Linked DNA regions of Mus musculus: all the other regions are linked to region 1. A link is a contact called in public ChIA-PET and HiChIP or PLAC-seq data. All regions are on one chromosome and are shown on one strand. The core of a region is the stretch at or near the end of the contact, and the rest is flanking DNA. Distances in the headings are between cores, read along the strand shown.

Region 1 (2,989 bases), core at 153-2,652:
CTGGAGGCTCTGCCAGATGCTGACCAATACAGATGTGGAAGCTCACAGACAAACATCAGACTAAGCACAGGGACCCCAATGGAGGGATTAGGGAAAGGACTGAAGGAGTTGAAGAGGCCTTATCTGGCAACAATGGGAGGGGAGGCCCTGGTTCTGTGAAGGCTCGACGCCCTAATGTAGAGAAATGCTAGGGCAGTGAGGCAGGAGTGGGTAGGTGAGTTGGGGAGCACCCTCAGAGAAGCAGGGTAAAGGGGGATGGAATAGGAGGGTTGCAGATGGAAACCCGGAGAGGGGATAACATTTGAAATGTAAATAAATAAAATATCCAATTAAAAAAAAAAAAAACGCTGAAGCTTTCTTCATGTTGCTATCTTCAGAATGACTATAGATGTTTGTTCTTTACATAGCATGTCTGTAAAGTAGGGACTGTTTCTTTCAGATGCCACAAACTTTTCTTTTCACTGATCTAATAATACTGGGCAGAAATCCATGAGATTACTTTTATACTGAGTTCATAGGACTGACATTGAGGTTTTATATTAGCCTAGGTAGCTGTCATTTCTGGCTCACTGACAAGCAGGTTTCCTTAGTATTAATGTGAGTTGCACTGAATTAGAGTTATCAGTCTGATATATACTAATCTAGAAATATTTATTAAACATCTATTCAATATTTCGTAATAGCTCAGTCCTCAGCAAGCTTGAAAACCTCACATAAGACAAAGGTAAATCCATTGAGAACAGTTCGTTGAGAGTTTTGGGGGCTGGTATCCCTCAGATGTGATGGAATTCATCTTCATCTGCATGTCCAGGTCATAGCACTGACCATGAACTTCATGCAGACAGGAGCTGATTGATTCAGTGTCCTGTCCAGTGACAGGACATCACAGGACCTACATCGCAAGTGTCAGTTCTTCTTTTGTTTTGTTTTTTTAAAAAATAATCTTGATGGAAGCACTTTTTGAAAATCAAATCAGTCGGGTTGTATGTATTTTAAAAATGGTAAACCTCTCTATGAAAAATTGTGTATTTATGCAAATGTGCTATGAGAATCCTCGTAGTGGAGCAACTCTGAGTCTAGAAACAAGGATCATAGATGATATTTGGTTTCCTCTGAACGTCTGATCTCTAAGACTACATTTACAACTCCCTCTGTGACTTAAGGATGACATCCACCAGTGCCAATTTCAATATTCCCCATCTTTGTAGCAAAGCATTTGATTGTGGCATACAATATGGTAGGTTAATGATTCCTAGACCTTCCTGCATAGAAAAGAGTAATGCTTTAAGAAAAAAATAGAAACAAAGCAGAAAACTGATGTGATCGATAACACAACTACCCCCAATCACCCAGTTTCCTTCCAGTTAACCAAAGTGGAAACTATGAAATACAACCTCAGAAGCAATAGCAACAGCACTTCCTGCCTCTTAGCCTTTCCCAGCCTCAGTCTGTACGTCAGCAAAGTTCTAAGTCTTTCAAAGCTTTCATCTTTTCCTTGCTTTCTAACCTGAGTTTGATCATTTTCTCTGTTATGAAAGATTACATGCTACAGTCATTTCCTTTGGCCATCAATGGGAGGAGAAGCCCTTGGTCTTGCGAAGATTATATGCCCCAGTACAGGGGAATGCCAGGGCCAGGATGCGGGAGTGGGTACGTTGGGGACTTTGGTCAGGGGGAGGGTATAGGAGACGTTCAGAGAGGAAACTAGGAAAGGGGGATAACATTTTAAATGTAAATGAAGAAAATATCGAATAAAAAATAAGAAAGAAAGACAGAAAGAAAAGAAAGAAGGAAGGAAGGAAGGAAGGGAGGGAGGGAGGGAGGGAGGGAGGGAGGGAGGGAGGGAGGGAGGGAGGGAAGAGGAGAAAGAAAGAAAGAAAGAAAGAAAGAAAGAAAGAAAGAAAGAAAGAAAGAAAGAAAGAAAGAGAGAGAGAGAGAGAAAGAAGGAAAGAAAGGGGATGCTGTAAGCAAAGAAAAATTTCCAACATTCTCAATAGATTTAAGAGTTTGAATAAGGAAAAAAGCCAAGAGATCTATTTTATTTGCATTTCTCCTTTATTCTCACTTTCTTTCTATCTTGAGGTATCTCTCTCTCTCTCTTTTTTTTTAACCTAAGTTGATTTCTAACAGGTAAACTTCAGCAGACCTTGACTTCAAGTACGAGAGACTCCTTTCAAAGATACTGTAAGTTTCCTTCACAAATACATGTTTGTAATTGGATCTGTGTCCTTTAGTAATAGTGGATCCAGATGGCTGCTTGTAGAGGAAGCAAGAATTTCCGGCTCTGAGATGGTGCAGTAACAGCCCTCCCCCGACACTCTTAAGTGGGAGGACTGTATGCTTTGAACTTTCTGATTGATTAGGTATTAGAATACTGGTTTAAACAGGCTTCTTTGTCGGGGTATCTACAGCTGGAGCTCTTACTGGGTGCACAGACCCCCATGAGGAAGGTACCAACTGTGATTTTCTTTGGGTACCACAGTTAGCAACCAGTGATTGTTAACTGGCAATCTCTAGTGCATTCATAGCAGACTAGAAGTCATTGACATAAAGTTGAAGGCCCAAGTTTCAACCTATGAACTAATGGATGCTAGGTAAAGTTACCAAACACACAAGGAAATTCAAGATGCAAAGAAAGCTCCACAGTAAACTTTGTACTTGAACTTGCCTCCTAAAAACAACAACAAAATCAAAATATCTCTCTCTCACAACGCCTGTGATATTGGCAAATTATTTATAAAACCCATTATATAAATCATAAGATTGATGTTTAGAATTTGAGACCCCAAGCAGCTGTCCAGTGATGTATCCATTATCTACAGGTACCATCCTCATCTTCTTCCTGAATAACAGGCTACATCAAAATAGAGTAGTAGGAGAATATAAGTCCTAATAAAAACAGTAATGAAAGAACAATAGTAAAGCTTTGTACATTCTGTTTGCACTGAGTTTGGCCACTTAAGACTTTTATTCTCTCTTGCAATTTTGT
Region 2 (2,989 bases), core at 188-2,687, 510 kb after region 1:
TCTAGTTATAACTCACCAAGATCCATTCAACCTAATAAAATGTCTAACTAGTAGCTTCTAAAACTGAACCCTTAGTTTTTGATAAAATGATAGATAATTATTGCCTTTCATATTTACATCAGATGCTCTCTGACTAACAAAAGAGTGAGTGGTATTTAGCCAGGCAAGATCTTCTGTCAATGAAGGGTAGCATCCAGAGCTAACCACAACAGGTGTGGTTTGTTTGTTTTTTTTTTTAATTGTTTATTTCTTGCACTGACAAGATGGTTTCTTGCTACAAGGTCTGATCACCTGAGTTGAATCCCTGGGAACGGCAAGATAGGAGAGAGTAAGAACTGATTGCCACAAGTTGTCCTTGACCTCCATCCATACCTTGGCATGAGCACACACATCCCAATACATACTATATGTTATGCAAATTAAAAACAAGTATTCTTCCTTCAGAGTGAAGTGCTTCTTGGAAATCATTAAATTATTGAAGTAACCTGTAAGACAGATTTGAACTTCCACCTCTTGATGTAGTTATTGAATATTAAGTCAAAGGTCCCTTTTGTCTCTGAAGTATTTACTTAAGTGGTATGTATAGAGATGGTGTTCACTGAGACTGGAAGCAGAGCAGGATGAGGATGGGAACATGCAGGGCCCACTTCCTCTGCCTATAGAGACGTCCTGGTCTTTGCAGAGGTTGGTGAGATTGATGTCTGTCTCCAAGAATTTAGTGTTTGCAAGAAAATACAGTTATTTCTATCCTAACCATATTAAAACACCATCAAGTCATCATTTTGAAACATCTTTACTTTTGTCACCTTTAGTTGCAAGGTGTGTCTTCTAGGATTCAACTAGAGTGACTATAACACTATTGTTTGTTTATGAATTTCATAGCCTGTGTTCTGGGCTGTGTAGAGACCCCTCTGCTACTACAACAAAGCTTCAGGTTACCATTAACTGACATTTGGATCCTGAAGTATCTCTTAACAAACAGAGCTTTAAAAATCAATACTGAAAACTTCTTCAAAGACAAACTAAAAGTATAAGCTTTTGAAAACTCCCAAGGGAAGGTTTTCCGTGATCTCTGAATACAGTTGAAACTTTAAATATGAGCACACACATACATGCACACACACACACACACACACACACACACACACACACACACACACACACATACAAAACACCTCTGACATTTTTTTCTATTATAACGGGTGTTCAGCCACACTGACCCAAAAGTGAAATCATTATAGAAAGTTCTCCAAAATCCAAAGCTTTTTTGAGGATTACATGAGGGATACGACTGGTAAAGTCTGCAACTGTTCCAAAATTTGAGGGGAAAAAATAATCTGAAAAAATGTTTTAGTCCCAAGAAGTTCAGACAGGGACACTCAGCTCTCGGAGAGAAGAATACAAAATGAAAATGAAACTTTGTGGTGAGAAGAAATGAAAATGGAAAAAGAAAAAAGACAAAAAGCCACATAGGCATCGACTGCCTCACGTACCAGAGGGCTCCTGCTCCCTCTGCCGAATGTGCTGGAACATTACACTGTTTTGTGTTTTTTTTTTTTTTTTGGGGGGGGGGGAACATTTTCCGTGAAGTTTATAATAATTAAAGTGGCTTGGATCCGAGTTTTTCTAGTGTCTTGCAAACTAGCTGTCTTTCTACCTGTTGGCCAAGTTGCATTTTAACATTTTTTTTTTTGGACTGTTGTCTTGGGCAGTAGCAAAGGTTAAATTAAAACCCACACAGGAAGTAGAGTACTTTTCAATTTTATTTTATATATTTTCCCAAATGATCAAGTAAAATGCTCAAATCCACCACGGTATCCCGCTAAGTGTTTTATTCGTTGCAGTTAGGTATTACACTTAGGTATCATGAGTTACAAAAACAATCCATCTCAAAGATTTATTTCTGTCATGATCGGCTTCTAATTGTGGACACGTTTCGTTCTTAATTGTTGCAGTGGGAGGAACTCTAGCACTACAGTTATAAGTTGACAAGATAGTTAAATTTCTCTCATGTATGGCTTTTTTAAAACTATGGGTATTAGCCATAGACCAGTTTGAACCTTTAAAGAACCTCTTGTTTCCAGTTGATTTCAGTGTATCCTTATCACTTTTGCTGATTTCCAGTACATGGGAGGGAGCAATTAACATTTTAATAGCTTGGACTTGAATAATTGTACACATCTTATGTTAAAGCTTTATTTATAAAACCCTTTCATTTTCGTAATTTTCATTTTTTTCTTAGTTCACCCTTAAAAACCACAGGTATGAATATCTTATCTTAACATTTCAAGGCCTTCCATTTCTATTGGATGTAAGAACAGTTTACAGTTGAAAACTTCCAGTGACAAAGCAGTTTCTTCATTGTTCTATGTCACATCAGACCTTCCTGCTCTGGTATTTATGATGCTTAAACCAGATTGGATTTTCTTTTCCCTCTTGGTAGGTGTACTGGTCCATTAGCAAATTGTCTCTCAGAGAAAACTAGAGACACGGTAGAAGATGATGACGATGAATACAAGATTCCTTCATCCCATCCTGTGTCCCTGAATTCACAACCATCTCATTGCCATAATGTCAAAGCTCCTGTTCGGTAAGAAGATGAGCATCTCTGTATCATCCTGCATCGGCATAAGCATCGTCATGCTGTCAAACGTGGGGGTTGTTTCTATGCGGTTCAATAGTATGTGATTGGTTAAAAATCCTGTTCCTTGCCTAGCCTGTAGTTCCTATATATTTCCTTCATTGCTTCCACATAAAAGATTTTGTTGCCTTCTTCCCCACCCCCACAAAAGGCCAAATTACAATCTAATAAAAAGGAGCTATACGTTACATATAATGATGATTAATTCATGCATTTCCCCTAAGATATTTTAATGAATTTCAAAAGGTCCAAGCATATATATCATGAAGAAATATTAGTGCTTAGAAACTAATATTAAGGTACTAGGTCAACCTGCTTAAGAATTTTTCTTCATAATGTGAAGGCTAG
Region 3 (2,989 bases), core at 214-2,713, 470 kb after region 1:
AGGTATCACTCAATATGCCCTGCTGACTAGGTTATCAGTGTTCAAAGCCTTCCAGTTAGTGCATGAGCAGCAATATTGTGTGATCTTTTAGACATGTTATTAAAAAAGTTTCCTTTATTAAGAGCAAGTGTTACAAATTTAATTCAATTAAAACATAGTGAAAAAACGTTCAGTAACAAGCCCCTGTTGGGAGTGTCAGTTTGAGGCTCACTGGATTTAACTGATGGTGTGTGCCTGAGCAGAGCACATCTATAGAACATTTCTTTCCTTCTGTAATATATTGTCAAACCTTGAATCTAAACTTACAGATTTACTGGAAGATTTCTGAGTTTCGGAGCTCTGGGCTGAAAGAAAGGCAGGTTGTAACAGATGTCTCTGTGTTTTTACTTTGCCCGTGTTCCAAAATGATACAGTACAGGGTCTTTTTTTTTTTTTTTCCTTTTTTCTTTAAAGCTGTTAGTTTTACTTCACGGGATTTTCCACTGTTACAGCCTTATAAAAAGTTAAGCTTTTAAGGTCAATCATGCACAGCACAAATCTATCGTTGAACAACACCCTTTGATAGGAACAAACCTGGGCACGTCAACATTTGCTTCCCGAGAAGTCAAGCCTGTTGCTTTGACTTTTATTTTAAGGAGGATCTCTTGAGCAGCTCGTGTCTCTATAGCAATCTCTGAGCAGAAAGGAAGTTCAGACGTAGTTTCTACTTTAAACTCACTGCTAGAAGTTTTATAGATGGGATTACTACCAGTAATTACCTGAAACGAGTATCTGCTTCTCCTGCAGCTTTAATTAGGGACATGAAACCGTTTCCTCTACCTTTACAGTTCTTTGGTTAGGTGTGCTGATATGAAAATGCTTTTAGGGAAATGCATGCCTCCCAAGGAGTTAGGATGTATCTGTCAGCATCCAACAGGGAACACTGAACCTGGACTACAAATTATAATGTGTTCAAGAAAGTGCATTTTTAGCAAGTTGTTCTTCACTAAAATTGTCTTTCATTTGATGCCCTGTTTTAGTTTAACTCCAATTCATTGGGGACTTAAATTTGATGTAATTAACAGCAAACCTAACAAAGGCACAGTAGTGGTTGCTGTTACAGTCTGTCAGTGGGTGCTCCTTAATTGCTGTCATAATGGCCTATTAGTCATGCCTCCAAAGAGGTGTCAGATTTTTTTTTTCATTTTCTGAAACATCTGTGTTATTTAATAAATTGAATAACCACGGAAGAGTTTGCCCAGAATACCAAGTAAGTTAAATAATATGCTTTGTGGAGCATTTGAAGCTGAGTTTCTCTGGGTGCGGCTTCTCTGTTTCACTCTTGATCAGTAAAGCTCGCGGGCACCCCTCTCACTTTCACCTGTCACTAAGAGGCAGAGAAAACATCTCCATGCAGAGTCCCGAGAGCATCTTCTTCCTGTGTACACAGTCTGTAAAGCACTGCAGTAACCCAGCAGCGGCACTGCACACAGGGTAAGGTAAGGAGCTGCGTCTCTCTTGACAAAACAGAGGCAAACAAGCAGTTCTGCTAAACCACGTCTGCGCTTCCAGATGACGCAGGCAGCAAACTTTGAATGTCTCACATAAAAAAGGCCATCACTGTCAATGCCACGCAGCTATACTTTGAATTCTGCCAACAACCCTAGTTTTATGAAATGGAAACTTAACTTCTGTGGCTTTTCCCCTAGACTTTTCTTCAGACACGTTTGCAGGAAAGACTTTTCTGTGTCCAAAGTGTTGTAAGAAAACAGTGAGTGCATTCAAATATGAGTGTGGCGTTAATGCCGTACGATCAAATAGAGCACTGTGGAGAGGCAAAAATCTAGCTCACTGCGTATGTCTCAGTGAGAAACAGATATGATTCTGGCTTATTTTAAAAGCAACATTCGCATGTCTAACCTTCTAGAAACTTTTTAACGAAAACTAAAACAATATTTGCTTTTAAGACCGTTTCAAACGTACATTTCTCTCTTTGCCTTCTACTGTCTCTTTTCTGGGTTAGTGTGATAGAACAGACTGGAGCGTCTCTTTCTCAGAGGGGGACTGAAGGAGTTGGGAGTCTTGGTGAGCTAGTGCAATGGAGCAGGCGTGAGGAGTACCCAGGCCTGAGAGGAGGGCGGGTTGACGGTGAGGTGTAAATCAGAGAAGCCTTTGAAGAGGCTGGCCTCTCCCTACACCTTGCTGAGGCACCGACCCTCTTATTTGTGCCCAGTCTAGCAGGCCTCAGATTCCTGGCCAGTCTCCTGTCTCCACCTCCCATTTTGTCCACAGGAGTGGTGGGATTGCAGACAGGTGCCACTTATCTGCATCCAACTGTCTGTTCCAGTCTGCGGGCTTGAAGGAAAGGGCCTGTACCTGTGGAACCACCTCACCCACTGCAGCAAAAATAAACTCCCGGAGAACAAGTCTAAGTTAGCCTAAGTCTGCTAACTAACTCAGTAGACGGATTCTCACAGCACCACAGTGTATTTGAGAACTGAAATGGACAATTTGGGAACAGTATTAGTTGACACCAACACTCTACTGTGGGCTGTTCTTTTTGAAGACTTATTTTTATTTGATGTGTATGAATGTTGTGCCTGTGTGTTGTCTGTGTGTCACAGCTGTATCTGTGGAAACCAGAGAATGGCATTGGGTCCCATAGAACTAGAGTTACAGGTAATGTGAACCACCATGTGGGTGCTAAGAACTGAACCCTGGTTTTCTGCAAGAGCAATAAATGTTCTTAACCTCAGAGCCATCACTGCTGCCTAAGCCATCTAAGCGAGTTGCTGTTAGTCACAGCGCTTCACTAATAATTCAGAAAGCAAATAAATTACATGTGTAACGCTTATCTTAAGACGTTTAAGAGACAATGTGTCATGGTGTGTGTGTCTGTGTGTGTGTCTGTGTGTGTGCGAGAGAGAGAGAGAGAGAGAGAGAGAGCAAGCAAGCAAGCAAGCAATGTGGTGATTCTGGTAATAGTTTCAACTTGCAGTGTTCATTTGCG
Region 4 (2,989 bases), core at 297-2,796, 450 kb after region 1:
ATCAAAGGATATTTGTTTTTGTCTAGAAGGATTGAGATATGGCACCTACTAACAGAATGATAGCATAGTGTTATTTACCATGGTGTTTTCTCTGGACATTATATGAAACAACTTTACCTTTTTGTAAATCCTTAAGATTTCTGAATTGTAGGTGAGCAGTGGTAAGCTGTGAAGGAATCACAGCTCTTCTCTTTACTGCGGTTTTAAAGAGTCTGAGATCATACTATTGAAGCAATCGTCTGGATACCCACTGGTCTGTCTAACCTGCCTTGTATATTGAACATTGTGTTTGGTCAAGTAAGATGACCCTGCAGACAAGCTTAATCCCCATGAACAACATTATGGAAGGAGAAAATCAACTATGACAATTTGTCCTCAGATGCCTCCCCACTCTCCAGATGCACACACTTGTGTGCATATGCACAGAAATTAAATATATGTTATAAAAATGAAATACTTTCTGAGTGTACTTTGATGGTTTTCTGCCTGCAGCTAATGTGATTTATAGTGACAGGAGGCAAATGAAAGAAAGTAAATTTTCTGGGATTGTGAGATACCAAAGCTCAAGTTGGCCACTTTGTGCTTCTCTCTGTCTCTGCTTCTCTTCTCCCTCTTTGCCTTTGATCACTGCCAAGACAAACAAGTTCACAGATACCTGTGAAACATTTCGCCATCAACATATTCTCCTCTGGCATCATCTTATGACAATTGATAATCAACTTTGTAAAGTAGACCCAAGGTGCAAGAGTTCGAAAACTCTGTATTTTTTTCTTTCTTTTAAAGAGATCTTTGCATTTTTCTTCTGTTCTTTCCTCATGAAGCTAGTCTGCCCCCAGGCCTACCACCCCCTACACTGGGAATCTGCTGAGTCCACAAAAGTGGAGGGACGATACAGTAATGATCCGGTGTAATAAACCAGCCAAATAATGCTCTGGTTTCTCAGCCTTCTTTTCCAGCTTTAATTAAGGCTCTAATGAATATGTACTTGGGGCTTAGGGTTTATCACAAATGAACTATGATCAAATCTCATTACACAGCTAGTGTGGAAATGTGTCTTTTTATGTTGGAAATTATTGCTCTGCAGTTGTATGGCAGAGGAAAATTTTAGAAGTAGCTGAAATATATATTTTCGTCTGGAAAGTCAGAGATATTCAAAGTAGGTTATAATCTGCATGAATGTTAAATATTGGATATGATGATTTTAGGGTAACATCAAGATGCTTATTACAACCATTTTGTTTTGACTTTATACTTTACACACACAAAAGAGTGAACTTTTCCACTTGGCCAGTTTCTTTACAGTTTATGCTTTTTAAATAAAATAATATTGTGCTTTTCTAGAAAAAAGTTGTGTCTATGTCATTCTGAAATTAGTAGTTCTTTGATCACCATTTTCCCTTCTGCAAGTTAGGACTTTAGTTTTCTGTGTCTGCTAAGTATTGGAAACTTTAATTTGGGAAAGGAATATTTTCCTCTTAGGCAACGCTTTCATGGTCATGCAATGCAGCTGACCTAACTACATATCTACACGTGTCTATTAATCAATAACTGCCTAAGATTGCTAAATACTTTCCTTGTGCTTTTATGACATTACCTTTTGTAAACCTTAATCAGAGTGTGACGTGTGTTTCTCCTAAATGGCCTCTGATGTGGTGCCTCTCTTCAGTTCTCTGTGGTTTCCTGTTTTTTTCATACATAGATTAAAGACTTTTGAGGTATTAAGTATCTTAACTTTCTTCTTTAATGGTGCTTCACACCTAAGCTTTCGTGCAGGCCTGTCTTGCTATTTTGTTTTCAGGCTACTTCCTACACCACTCTGTAATCACTTGGGTTTGTGTTGGGCAGTCCATCAGCACAGTTTTCTATTTTCCCCATTTGGATCATCGAGGGATATCTCTGTATGTCCCTCAAAGCCAGAGGTGGTGTTAGGCCTTTCCATAGTTAAGTGCCTCTAGTGTCATTGCCAGGTGATAGGTATGGCCCATCAGTGGCTCTGAGAGACCAGCAGAATCAACACTCATTTAAAAACTCATTTAAATTGCTCATTCTCTGGCCCCTCCCCAGGCCCACAGATTAATTTAGGTTCCAAATTCTCTGTGACAATAAGCCCTTTAAATGACATAGTCTGTGCTAACAATTTACTACTGTAGATAATGATAGTAATTCAGAATATTCAAGTTATAACTGTATGTGATCTTTAGTGAGAAAATGGGGATTGAGAGAGGCCAAGGAAATTTTCGCTCATTTCTGCTCAGTTTCTCCAGAGACAATGGTAAAGAAAAACTCAAGATTGAAACATGTACTATCTTTCTCACACATGCATATAGCTCTTGTGTCCTGTTTTGAAGACTGAAATATAAATGTTTAAAGTATGAATAGTTTCTTCCTTCCATCTATTCATGAGTAGGAACTTGGCATGATGAAAGGAGGAAAGGTTGCTAAGAAACAAATGATGGGTGTTACAGATTTTCATATTGGGAAGGAGGGTGGTCAAGGGCTGGGAATGGCTGAGTTCTAAAAGGGAGAGACAGATGTTCCCCCAAATCTGTTCACTAGTCCTCAAAAATTCTGAAGCATGTCAGTGCATGGCTTATTGAAACTGTTGCAGTATGATATATAATAAGATATATTGATTGGTAGGAAGAGAATAAACCAAATCCTATAAGATGGTTACACTTATGAAAGACACTTTCTAGTTGCATTCATAAGAAACATAAAAGAACATGTGTTTTCACCCCTACAAAAAGCATCTGGGAGGTGGGAGGCGGTTGATAATTGATGATTAGTCTATCTTCAGCATGCAAATAAAGAGTTCAGGGTGGCTAACACTTGGACCCTAGTGCCCTCTGTTTGATATGCATTTAGATATCCATGACCTGGATATCCATGAACTAGGATTCCTAGCAAACACAGAATAATCAAGTGACCATATTCCGTGGAGCCTGAATCATGAACCATATTTTCAACTATTCCAATGCAAGCCTGCTAC
Region 5 (2,989 bases), core at 235-2,734, 410 kb after region 1:
AAGAATGACATTGACAGATTTGTAACTCCTTCAAGGTGTGTAACAATCACAAATCCATGTTTTTTCCAGTGACTCTTAGTCATAGTAATCAACCTCCATATTATTTTAAGTTTCCCCTAATGTTATATCCTACCTCATTGACTGAAATTAGAATGACAGAACAGATAAATACAGCTATCACTTCACGGAACTGCAGGGATCAGGAGTAAAAGTGGACCACAGCTCTCTTGTGTCCCACACTGCAAGATGGGTCTGCTTCCAGGTGGGTTTCTGGCTAAGCACCAAGGGTCTGAAGGAGGTAGTCCACTCCAGGAAAATCAACGCTGGCTGTCCCTCTGGTGTGCTTGGCACTTTTTAGAGGAGATACACTTGATAGGAGAGAGCAGCACGGGGATGGGGGAGAAATGGAGCCACACAGAGTACCATAGGAAGAAGAATCAGTAAGGGCTTGAGAAAGATCCCCAGGCCTCATAAATCCACAGCCTCTTTGCTTAAGCAGCAAGCCTAAAGAACTAAATAGAGGTTCCATAATTATTCTGAAGATTGTGTATTTTAAATCTCGTGGGTAATTATCACAGCTAAAAATTACACATTACAATAATCACAACTAGCAAATTACCTGGAATTGCTTGCTCAGTGGATATCTTTCAGCACCCGAAATTTGTACATAAAATGACTATTCATGAGAGCTATTTATAATGGAGTGCTTGTTAGCACTGGCTGGTGTAAAGACTTTACTGATTTCTCTAATTGAATTTCCATCAACACCGCAGGTTTCAGTGTTACCTGTCTAAGTCAAGGAGTTATCTTATCCTTAAATAAAGCTGTGAAAGTGTACTGGTGAAATGAAGTAGTATATCAAAATATATATGTGTATCTGTCTGTATAGGGGCTGGATTGGATTTCTTGTTAAGTGTTCTTTCAAATTTGACTTTACCCATTAATGAATGATGTATGTCCAGGGTGCCGGTGCTCAGTGTCTTGGCTGCTTCCATGTGGCTGCATCCTGACATACCATTAATGCTGTACCTAAAGGGCCAGTTGCACATCTTCCGATTCCCTCCCACACACAGAGACATGTGAATGATTTTTGTGAGTAGACACCTTTAGATTTGAACTTGGCCTGTGCTCTGAGTCCCCTGGACTCCCTGGGAGACTCCATTGAATTCAGCATTTAGGTCTGGTCTTTCCTTTGGCCCTTGGCGCTCTGACTTAGGTGTCAGTCGGCAGCCCAGGGGGAGAGGCCACTGTTCAACCTCTCTTCAGGCAGATACTTAAAAAGTCTCCTAGAGATGTATGGGATTTCTCTACTAGAAAGATACGGCATGAGTAATTTTGCTAAGGTCAAAGATGAATTTTTGAAATTAAAAAGCCAAGGGTGGGCTGTTCCAGCTGGGTATGACAGGATGTGGGAAGATACCCTTGTGCCCGAAGCAGCATCACTGTTCAAAGTGCCGAGAGCCTGGGTGTGAACCTTGCAGCCATGCATGCGGGTTGGGGCAGGGTGGGGCCGGGGCACTGGAGGTAGGGCCGGGGCACTGGAGGTAGGGACAAGCAGAGGAAGCTCCCATCATGTATGACGCCCACTTAAGTGGGGATTCAAGTGTCTCTTGAGTATTTCAAACTTACATCACCTTAGAGGCATGTTATGAGACTCTCAAATTATTAAGGTAGTTCAGCTATTTTTTGATGACTTTGCATTGTTGACTTCTTGCCAAAAATCATATTTTCACACACATGCTCAGAGCACTCTCCTTTTCTCCCTCCAGCATCCCTTGGATCTTTGAGAACCTTTTCTATGCTCAGGCTCCAGGCGATTGTGACTAGAGGTGGAGTCCTGGCCTTGGCACCATTTCTGAGGCATGTGGTTGATCAAGCACTATATATATAAAATCTGTGCCCACTTCTGAGAGCTTTTAACCAGCGTAACTCTGCTGCTGTGTGAAACAGGTTAGCGTAGAATGTGCTCTTGAGAAAAGTGATGATGGCAGGTTAGCTGAGGAGTCCTAAAGGTGGGCAGTGGGAAGGGCAAGCATGCTGTGGGACTCCTTGCTGGTCCCTGTACCATACAGAAAGCAGCACATTTCAAAGGCATGTGGTGATGTTGCAGAACAATTCAGAGTTCTTCAGAAAATGAAAATGGTAGACTTTCAAACCTGTCTTCATGTTAATGCTTACTTAAAAGGCCCAGTGACTAATTTGACTAACTCCTTGTTAAAAGATTTCTCATTTTAACTTTGGATACAATTATACTTTAATAGCTGCTCACATTTAAAATAGTTTTTAATGCATTGAAATATTAAATATGTGATATGCTTTTCTCATTAAAATTTCTGTCTTTTTATCACTTCTGTAAGTGTGGTATTTAACACAGCGATTAACTGTGGCTTTAATGCCCCGTACCTATGTTTTGGCAGCAATTAAAGTTATAGACCATTTATCTGTTCATAATAATTGCTGCTTCCTTTTAAGCCATTTTACCAAGTGCCGTAAAGGTTATTTTTATTAATAAGCCAATATTTCTGCCTCAAAGAAAGGGCTAATCCTTTCTGAAGTTTGTCATTTAACTAGCCTAAGTCATGAATGCTTTGAAAAGTGGTTCTCTGTGTATATGGACAAAAGTTTGTCAGTTAATTATTTAAGAAATGTGTTCAACAGGTCATGTCCAGGATTTTGACTTTTTAAAATCAAATTAATTTCTATGAATAAATATTTCACCTACTTGTGTGTATGTTCATCACCTGTGTGCCTGGTACTGATGTAGGTCAAAGGAGGGTGTCAGGTTCCCTTGAAATGAATTGACAGGTAATTGGGACCAGCCATGTGGGGCTGGAAACCAAACCCGTGCCCTCTGAAGAACAGTAAAGTACTCTTCACCACTGACCGAGCCAACATTCCCACTCGTGATTGTATTTTTAATTTGCTGATGTAGTATTTTTTCCTTCTCTCTCAGTCTTCAAAATTATTATGTAAACTTAATGGGTCAAAA
Region 6 (2,989 bases), core at 167-2,666, 390 kb after region 1:
ACATAGTATTCAAAACAGTGTTCAGACTTGGCAGATACATATAATAGTTGCTATTTCTCCCAATTTCCATATTATTATTTGAAAATCTTGATTTAATCTAGATAAAGAGCTTCTATTGCTTGGAAAGAGGTAAAAGGTAAAATTTCACATTGGAAACTAGCAAAAAGTCTAAAGTCGGTCATTTAGAACTTGTGGATAAACAATGCCACCTTCCTGAGATTTGGCAGCCGGGGCCAGTTCCGGGGCCAGTTATTTTAAAAGAAAGGCACGTGGGTAAATAGATTAATATCACTGCTGTTTATTGCAGAGTAGTCACAATTCAGGGCGCTGTCTTAACTGTGTGTCTATCTTTAGTGAAGTAACGTTTGTGGAAAAGTTAGAGGTGGTTACACACAGCGCCTCTGCCTGCTCCTGCATGCCCCGTGCGCATGCGCAGTGAGCATTCACAGCTCTCCCACTCAGTGGCTGGCTCTCTGAACCCCTGCGAGCTGTTTTCACTTCCTTTAAATTCTTATATTAACATTTCCTTAAAGACTTTTTGTTTCTGTTCTGTGCTGCGCTCATGACCCTAAATATACCAGCTTACAACAACTGGGGAATCCTCCAAATGTGCGCTTTCGACATGAATAACGTGGTTTTGTTTGGTCTGCATTATTGACAAAGGTCCTTGATCATAACTCGTGGTTCGCCTTGACAGAACATGGTTGGTCTTCCCTGCTCCAGATCCCCCTTAGAGTAGCAGGCATCGTGTTCTGGAAACTATCCTGCATTGCTGTTGATAGAATTTCTTGATGTGTAGGATATGATGTGAGAATTCCGTTAGATGTTCGGGAAAGTTCTCTTGTACCTTCTTAGTGTCTCTTTCCCCTTTATTCCTTTTAAAAGGCATTCTTGGAGGCTTGGCTCTGGCATTCTTGCTAACTATGCCTACCCCCTCCTTTTCTTCTGTATAAGCAAAGTGGCTTTGAGGAACATCTGAGACGTTTTCAATGTGTAAACAGCCTTTTAAAGAAATAGCTGCTGTGTTCTCCCATCACAAGCTGACTTGTAACACTTGAAAGACAAACAGAGGCCTGTGTGTTCTCTGTTATTGTTGCACCCCCTCACATAGCTGTCTGCGTTTGTCAGCAGTTTGTTTTGACTCATAATGCCAGGGAGGGGGTGGCTTGGTGTGTTTTTGTCAGTTATGCAGTGTAGGATGTCAGTTATCTCAAAGTTACCATTATGTTTGGCTGCTGTCCCTCTATGTAAAGAAAGCCTCAGCATTGGTTCCTGTTTCTCAGGCCAGTGTTGGGTTTTGAAACTTGCCCTTAAAATAAATGCCAAACTGTTTTTCTCATCTTGTAACCCTGGAGGTCAGAGGCTGGCTCTCTTGTTTCATTATTGTCTCGGTGACGTGTTTGTGGTATTTCCCCAGACTGGTTTGAGAACCTACCTGAACTGCCCTTTTCAAGTTCCCGTTGCTCTTCTAGAGTTGGGGATCTTGTGTATTCCAACAAGGTTGGAAACACTCCCAAATCAACATTTCATTTTGAAAGCGGTACTTTCAGACCCAGATGACTCTCCTACATTAATTCGTATGGGGACATCAACGGTTGTTGTACTTGACAGAGGCAGGGACCCTGGGCTTGACAGGGACGCCATTCTTCAAGAGAAAGTGTCCCAGGTAGCCTCTCCTAACATTCTTCCCATTTCCTTAGAACACTGACGCTCCCCCAGTTTTAGGCAAACTGTCATCTTTCCCAGCCAAGACCACCAACCTTAGGAAGTAGCAGGAGCTTTGGAGGTGAAACACAAAGGCAAATGCTATTGATCTTAGGCCACCAAGATTCTCATTGGATTTGAGTCAGTACAGATGTCTGCTGGCTCCGATGACTGCCCGCCATGTAAAGTGTCTGGCTGCCACCTCTGCTGTGTGTATGGCTTCATCCTAACAGCAAGTGCATACGCGTTTACTGCAGCCTGTCTCTTATGGGGGATTAAAATAGCCAGAAGGCCTGAATACCTAGCATTTTTATCTAGTATTTCAGCGATGGCGAGTTCATGGGGTGAGGGGTGAGACTGTGTTTGCTGTCCCGCCTCTCAAGCCATGACCTTTAACGAGGGGTTATTTTAGAAAGTTCCCAATTCACTGCGGGTCACTGGAGCTTGGGCAGAAGTGGGGATGCACGGCATTTTCATAGATCACCCAGCGGCTTCTCTACCTGAGCTGGAACTCATGGATTGTAAAGATTTCAAGCATTTGCCCTGAGTCTCTGTGTGCCTCCGAGTATTATCCATTTGCCAAAGGCTAAGCTGTGTTCACCACACCCCTCTCTTGTCATTCCTTAGTGTGGTGTGGATCCAGTTCACGCTCGCTGCTCCAGTCCTGACAGCTAACTGTGAGGCCTCTTCTGAATAGTCAGTGCCTAGGATTTAAGCTTTATTTTGTGTTTGTGGGAGCATCCTAGCTGATAGTTTAGACGTTGAACTCCGTCTTACACCTTTGATGTCCTACTTTGTTGAGGGGTGTTCAAGTCAGAAGGTTTCACAGATAAGATCTTGGAACCCAGCTGGGGGTCAGGAAAGACTGCTTGTGAGGAAATACTTTGGATCTAATGTTAACACTCCTGTCGGGGCATGGATTGGACTCAGGTAGAGAAGTGTACCACAGGAGACATTTAAGGACGTAGAGAAGCACTCCTAAGTTGGAGTCACGTGAGAACATGTTTTGTTGGGTTCTGAGTGTTCGATGGCTAAGCACTGTAGGGAATGGGAGACTGGGTGTACTGTAGGGAATGGGAGACTGGGTGCACTGTAGGGAATGGGAGACTGGGTGCACTGTAGGGAATGGGAGACTGGGTGCACTGTAGGGAATGGGAGACTGGGTGCACTGTAGGGAATGGGAGACCGGGTGCACTGTAGGGAATGGGAGACCGGGTGCACTGTAGGGAATGGGAGACCGGGTGCACTGTAGGGAATGGGAGACCAGGTGCACTGTAGGGAATGG
Region 7 (2,989 bases), core at 159-2,658, 360 kb before region 1:
GATCTACTGAAGTTGAAGCGGCTTTCCTCTATGGGCTATGCTATGATCGATTCATAATTCTCACAGATGAACTACAGTACCAGCCTAGGAAACAGTGGCCCAAGAAAGAAAAAAACACTCTAAGGAAAATTGTGATGATGAAGAGTGAAACATTTGGGAAAGAATATTCAAGTTTTCTGAAACAGAAACAGCTGGTGACATGGTTATAATATGTTATGTGAAAGTGCATAAAGGGCTCACTTACCAAAGGTAGCTAGAAGTCAAAACATACTAGATACTTCCACTGCCACCTCTAGCTATAAATTGCCTATGAGTATGGTGACCTCTGCTTTTAGGTCACCTGGAGTTGATATTTTCCATTCCTTGGGAAACACTTCCCTAAACACCTCTATTTTAGTTTGGGAGAGAGTTCCAGAAAATCACTCTGTACATCAATTCAGTCTCCCTCTTTGTCACCTGCCCTCTATAAACAACTTCCTGTTTCATATCATATCATCGCTGACTGTTATCATTGTTTGTCAAAAAAACAAAACAAAACAAAAACCAGATTTTCCTGTTTTCTCATGAGTTTAACAATCCTTCACTATGACATTTGATTCATGTCACTGTGGTCCTTGTAACTTACACTCTGAGGTCTATTTGCCATTGCTGATCCAAGTGGTGATGACTCTCAGGGAATCTGTACGATCCCTGATGGCAGACCTGAGTACAAAGGTAAATGCTGAGGATGCTCGTGCAGAGTAGAAATACCCTTCCCTTAGGTCTCTGGGACATCAGGAAAGATGTTTTACCTTTAAAGATGTACTGTTAACAGCCTCCATTCAGCTTGGACAGGACCAGCTTCCACTGTCAGAGTGTTCTCAAGCTGATGGTTTTGCCTATTTATTTATGCTTCCGGACAAAAAGAATAGATCCATAGATGTTTAGCGATTGAATTAATCATTCCATTAATGAAAACAGTTCACATTCACGTTTATTTCAAGACAATTACACACACACACACACACACACACACACACACACACACACACACAGGCCCAGATACAGAGAATGCACTTGCATCTATATTACACTTGCTTATATATAGGGAGGAGAAAGAGGAGGAGGAAGAAGAGAAGGAGGAGGAGGTTTTAAAAAATCATACTTCTTATTCTCATGTCCCTCGATAGTTTCATTAAATTGTACTATTTACAACTATAGCATGCCTAAAATATCACTTGAAAGATGTAGTATTTTGTTTTCCTCCAAACTGACGAGGAAACCAGAAGCTCTCTGGTTCCCCAGATATATTGGAGAAAATCACATTTCTTTATAACAAATGATTCTAGCAACAGAATCAGCAAACTCCAACGGTACTTAGATGTTGCTTTTTCCATACACTAGGGGGCACTCGTGATTTATTCAACGCTACTCTTAGACTTTTATTAAAAATTCAGTGTTGCCAGCAACTTTTTACCTTTGAATGGGCAGGATGGAGTAACAACCAAATGTTCAAAAGATTGCGTTTAAGCAGAGAATGGTTAAAATATAGTCTCTGTAGCACCCAGAAGGAGAGAAGTGTCTATTGTCTACCTTTTTAGGTTAATACTATTCCCATCCTGAAGTTGTACTGAGTTCAAAGTTATTACTGTGTTACAGCAGATTCGGGCTGAAATTTGTTAAAGAAGAGATAGGTGATTAAACACCACATTTGTATGTACAGTTTTTCCTGTTGACTCTTATTTTATTTTTCTTTCTTTCTTTCTTTCTTTTTTTTGGGGGGGGGGCGGGAGCTTCTGTAGAAGGACAGGGTTTTTAATGATCAAAAACACGTGTATGTAGGCTACTAGAAGAAACTAATCGGGCTCTATTCATTTAGATTTAACGAGGTGGGATAAAAAGAAGTTATAACACAAGGGCAGAACAAATACCCAAGACCTTCATCAGCAAAGTTCAAAATATTAGAGAAGAAGCCCTAATTATGTGTATAATGTGTGCTCTGAAGCTTTGACAGAGGAGGGCGAAATTAACAGCAAAGGCAGAACCCACAGAAGGAAATGGAAAGAAGCTCCAATGTTTGCTGTGAAGGCTTGAAACCAAAGAAGCTACCAATTAAAAGCACTGACAGTAATTCCATGAGGTGTGACTAAGATAGCTGAAGCAACACTAACCAGAGGTCATAGTACAATCTACTTTGCGTGTATGTTTTTTTCATCATCGGTTGTTTTTAAAAATGTGTTTCACACTTCCCTAAAGCTTAGCATTAGTTTAAAGGAAGGAAGACTACTTAAAATTTTTTTCTTTTACTCATTTAATCTTCAATCAGGTTTTCCTGCCACCCAAATGAAGCTGTTGATTCTATCTTCATGGAGCCAAGAGTGATGACTGTCTCCTGTACTTCAGGGAACACTGCCTAATAGTGGACAAGGTCAGTTGTACTTTTTGCTTTTGTGACCCCTTAAAGAAAATGAGTCACAGTAGCCTTGCAAACCTGCCTGATCTGTACCACATGCTCTCAGCTGTCACTAGTAAAGCAAAGGCGAGCTGCAGATTAGACAGACACACAGCCATATTTAGCAGACACACAGCCGTGCTAGGCTGAGTGCTTGTGGGAGATAATAACTACTCACGGCAGCGCTGCCTCCAGGTTTGTCTCCTCCTGAATCCCATGCCACCTTCTTGCTCTCTTCTAAATTAGTTTCTCCTAAGCCCAATAAGCCTCCTTTGACCTGAAGTCATTCCTTTTGCTATCTGGTTTCTACTCCTACCCAGATGACTAGATTACTTGCTGACTTCAGGCCTTTTCCTGTCAGCTTCAGGAGATAGTGGCTGTTCAATGACAGGAATGTTTATAACTGTTTGTACACATCTCCTAACCTGGAAAGAAGGATGTAGCAGCTTACATAATAGAAATTTAGAAATGTATGTATATATATATATATATATATATATATATATATATATATACACACACACACACACACATATAAAGATTTATATGTTAAAGCTA

Evidence for each region. HiChIP or PLAC-seq counts read pairs in DNA pulled down with a chosen protein or histone mark. ChIA-PET counts read pairs in DNA pulled down with a chosen protein or histone mark.
Region 2: a contact with region 1 is called in an H3K27ac HiChIP or PLAC-seq map of regulatory T cells, with 8 times the contacts expected there. The contact joins two enhancer-like sites. A contact is called at or near these places in 1 of 15 datasets of contacts at CTCF or cohesin (pro-B cells), 10 of 484 Hi-C or Micro-C datasets (the C10 cell line, CD4 T cells, CD8 T cells and 4 more) and 6 of 115 datasets of contacts at active chromatin or transcription factors (Th2 cells, effector CD8 T cells, memory CD8 T cells and 3 more).
Region 3: a contact with region 1 is called in an RNA polymerase II ChIA-PET map of effector CD8 T cells, with 7 read pairs. The contact joins two enhancer-like sites. A contact is called at or near these places in 1 of 15 datasets of contacts at CTCF or cohesin (the NIH/3T3 cell line), 3 of 484 Hi-C or Micro-C datasets (CD4 T cells and CD8 T cells) and 4 of 115 datasets of contacts at active chromatin or transcription factors (effector CD8 T cells, memory CD8 T cells, regulatory T cells and 1 more).
Region 4: a Foxp3 HiChIP or PLAC-seq map of regulatory T cells shows a contact between it and region 1, with 13 times the contacts expected there. The contact joins two enhancer-like sites. A contact is called at or near these places in 1 of 15 datasets of contacts at CTCF or cohesin (the NIH/3T3 cell line), 5 of 484 Hi-C or Micro-C datasets (CD4 T cells, CD8 T cells and bone marrow-derived macrophages) and 5 of 115 datasets of contacts at active chromatin or transcription factors (CD8 T cells, effector CD8 T cells, regulatory T cells and 1 more).
Region 5: a BATF HiChIP or PLAC-seq map of CD8 T cells shows a contact between it and region 1, with 8 read pairs. The contact joins two enhancer-like sites. A contact is called at or near these places in 1 of 15 datasets of contacts at CTCF or cohesin (CD8 T cells) and 3 of 115 datasets of contacts at active chromatin or transcription factors (CD8 T cells, effector CD8 T cells and thymic regulatory T cells).
Region 6: a contact with region 1 is called in a Foxp3 HiChIP or PLAC-seq map of regulatory T cells, with 6 times the contacts expected there. The contact joins two enhancer-like sites. A contact is called at or near these places in 1 of 15 datasets of contacts at CTCF or cohesin (CD8 T cells), 2 of 484 Hi-C or Micro-C datasets (both in CD4 T cells) and 5 of 115 datasets of contacts at active chromatin or transcription factors (CD8 T cells, effector CD8 T cells, regulatory T cells and 1 more).
Region 7: a CTCF HiChIP or PLAC-seq map of CD8 T cells shows a contact between it and region 1, with 9 read pairs. The contact joins two enhancer-like sites. A contact is called at or near these places in 2 of 15 datasets of contacts at CTCF or cohesin (CD8 T cells and pro-B cells), 5 of 484 Hi-C or Micro-C datasets (CD8 T cells, Th1 cells, Th2 cells and 1 more) and 1 of 115 datasets of contacts at active chromatin or transcription factors (memory CD8 T cells).

What each region holds. Positions count from the first base shown.
Region 1 is chr16:51,673,874-51,676,862 of GRCm38.p6, forward strand. No RefSeq gene overlaps it. Among named protein-coding and RNA genes, the nearest start is that of Gm29686, 310 kb to the right of the region's middle. Within about 2 kb of position 1,403, at least 36 of the 459 cell types and tissues checked have an H3K27ac peak or open chromatin away from gene starts, as enhancers often do. A contact at or near this core is called in CD8 T cells, CD8 central memory T cells, Th1 cells and 7 more, where this site is marked.
Region 2 is chr16:52,180,769-52,183,757 of GRCm38.p6, forward strand. Cblb (Casitas B-lineage lymphoma b) reads left to right here. Exons shown (of 18, transcript NM_001033238.1): 14 at 2,444-2,590. Among named protein-coding and RNA genes, the nearest start is that of Gm23513, 77 kb to the left of the region's middle. Within about 2 kb of position 1,438, at least 65 of the 459 cell types and tissues checked have an H3K27ac peak or open chromatin away from gene starts, as enhancers often do. A contact at or near this core is called in CD8 T cells, CD8 central memory T cells, Th1 cells and 6 more, where this site is marked.
Region 3 is chr16:52,146,063-52,149,051 of GRCm38.p6, forward strand. All of the region lies in intron 9 of Cblb (Casitas B-lineage lymphoma b), which reads left to right. Among named protein-coding and RNA genes, the nearest start is that of Gm23513, 42 kb to the left of the region's middle. Within about 2 kb of position 1,464, at least 46 of the 459 cell types and tissues checked have an H3K27ac peak or open chromatin away from gene starts, as enhancers often do. A contact at or near this core is called in CD8 T cells, effector CD8 T cells, memory CD8 T cells and 2 more, where this site is marked.
Region 4 is chr16:52,127,990-52,130,978 of GRCm38.p6, forward strand. All of the region lies in intron 4 of Cblb (Casitas B-lineage lymphoma b), which reads left to right. Among named protein-coding and RNA genes, the nearest start is that of Gm23513, 24 kb to the left of the region's middle. Within about 2 kb of position 1,547, at least 46 of the 459 cell types and tissues checked have an H3K27ac peak or open chromatin away from gene starts, as enhancers often do. A contact at or near this core is called in CD8 T cells, effector CD8 T cells, regulatory T cells and 1 more, where this site is marked.
Region 5 is chr16:52,085,452-52,088,440 of GRCm38.p6, forward strand. The region is part of intron 3 of Cblb (Casitas B-lineage lymphoma b); the gene reads left to right. Among named protein-coding and RNA genes, the nearest start is that of Gm23513, 18 kb to the right of the region's middle. Within about 2 kb of position 1,485, at least 16 of the 459 cell types and tissues checked have an H3K27ac peak or open chromatin away from gene starts, as enhancers often do. A contact at or near this core is called in CD8 T cells, effector CD8 T cells and thymic regulatory T cells, where this site is marked.
Region 6 is chr16:52,060,000-52,062,988 of GRCm38.p6, forward strand. The region is part of intron 3 of Cblb (Casitas B-lineage lymphoma b); the gene reads left to right. Among named protein-coding and RNA genes, the nearest start is that of Cblb, 30 kb to the left of the region's middle. Within about 2 kb of position 1,417, at least 228 of the 459 cell types and tissues checked have an H3K27ac peak or open chromatin away from gene starts, as enhancers often do. A contact at or near this core is called in CD8 T cells, effector CD8 T cells, regulatory T cells and 1 more, where this site is marked.
Region 7 is chr16:51,314,358-51,317,346 of GRCm38.p6, forward strand. No RefSeq gene overlaps it. Among named protein-coding and RNA genes, the nearest start is that of Gm32431, 260 kb to the left of the region's middle. Within about 2 kb of position 1,409, at least 8 of the 459 cell types and tissues checked have an H3K27ac peak or open chromatin away from gene starts, as enhancers often do. A contact at or near this core is called in CD8 T cells, Th2 cells and pro-B cells, where this site is marked.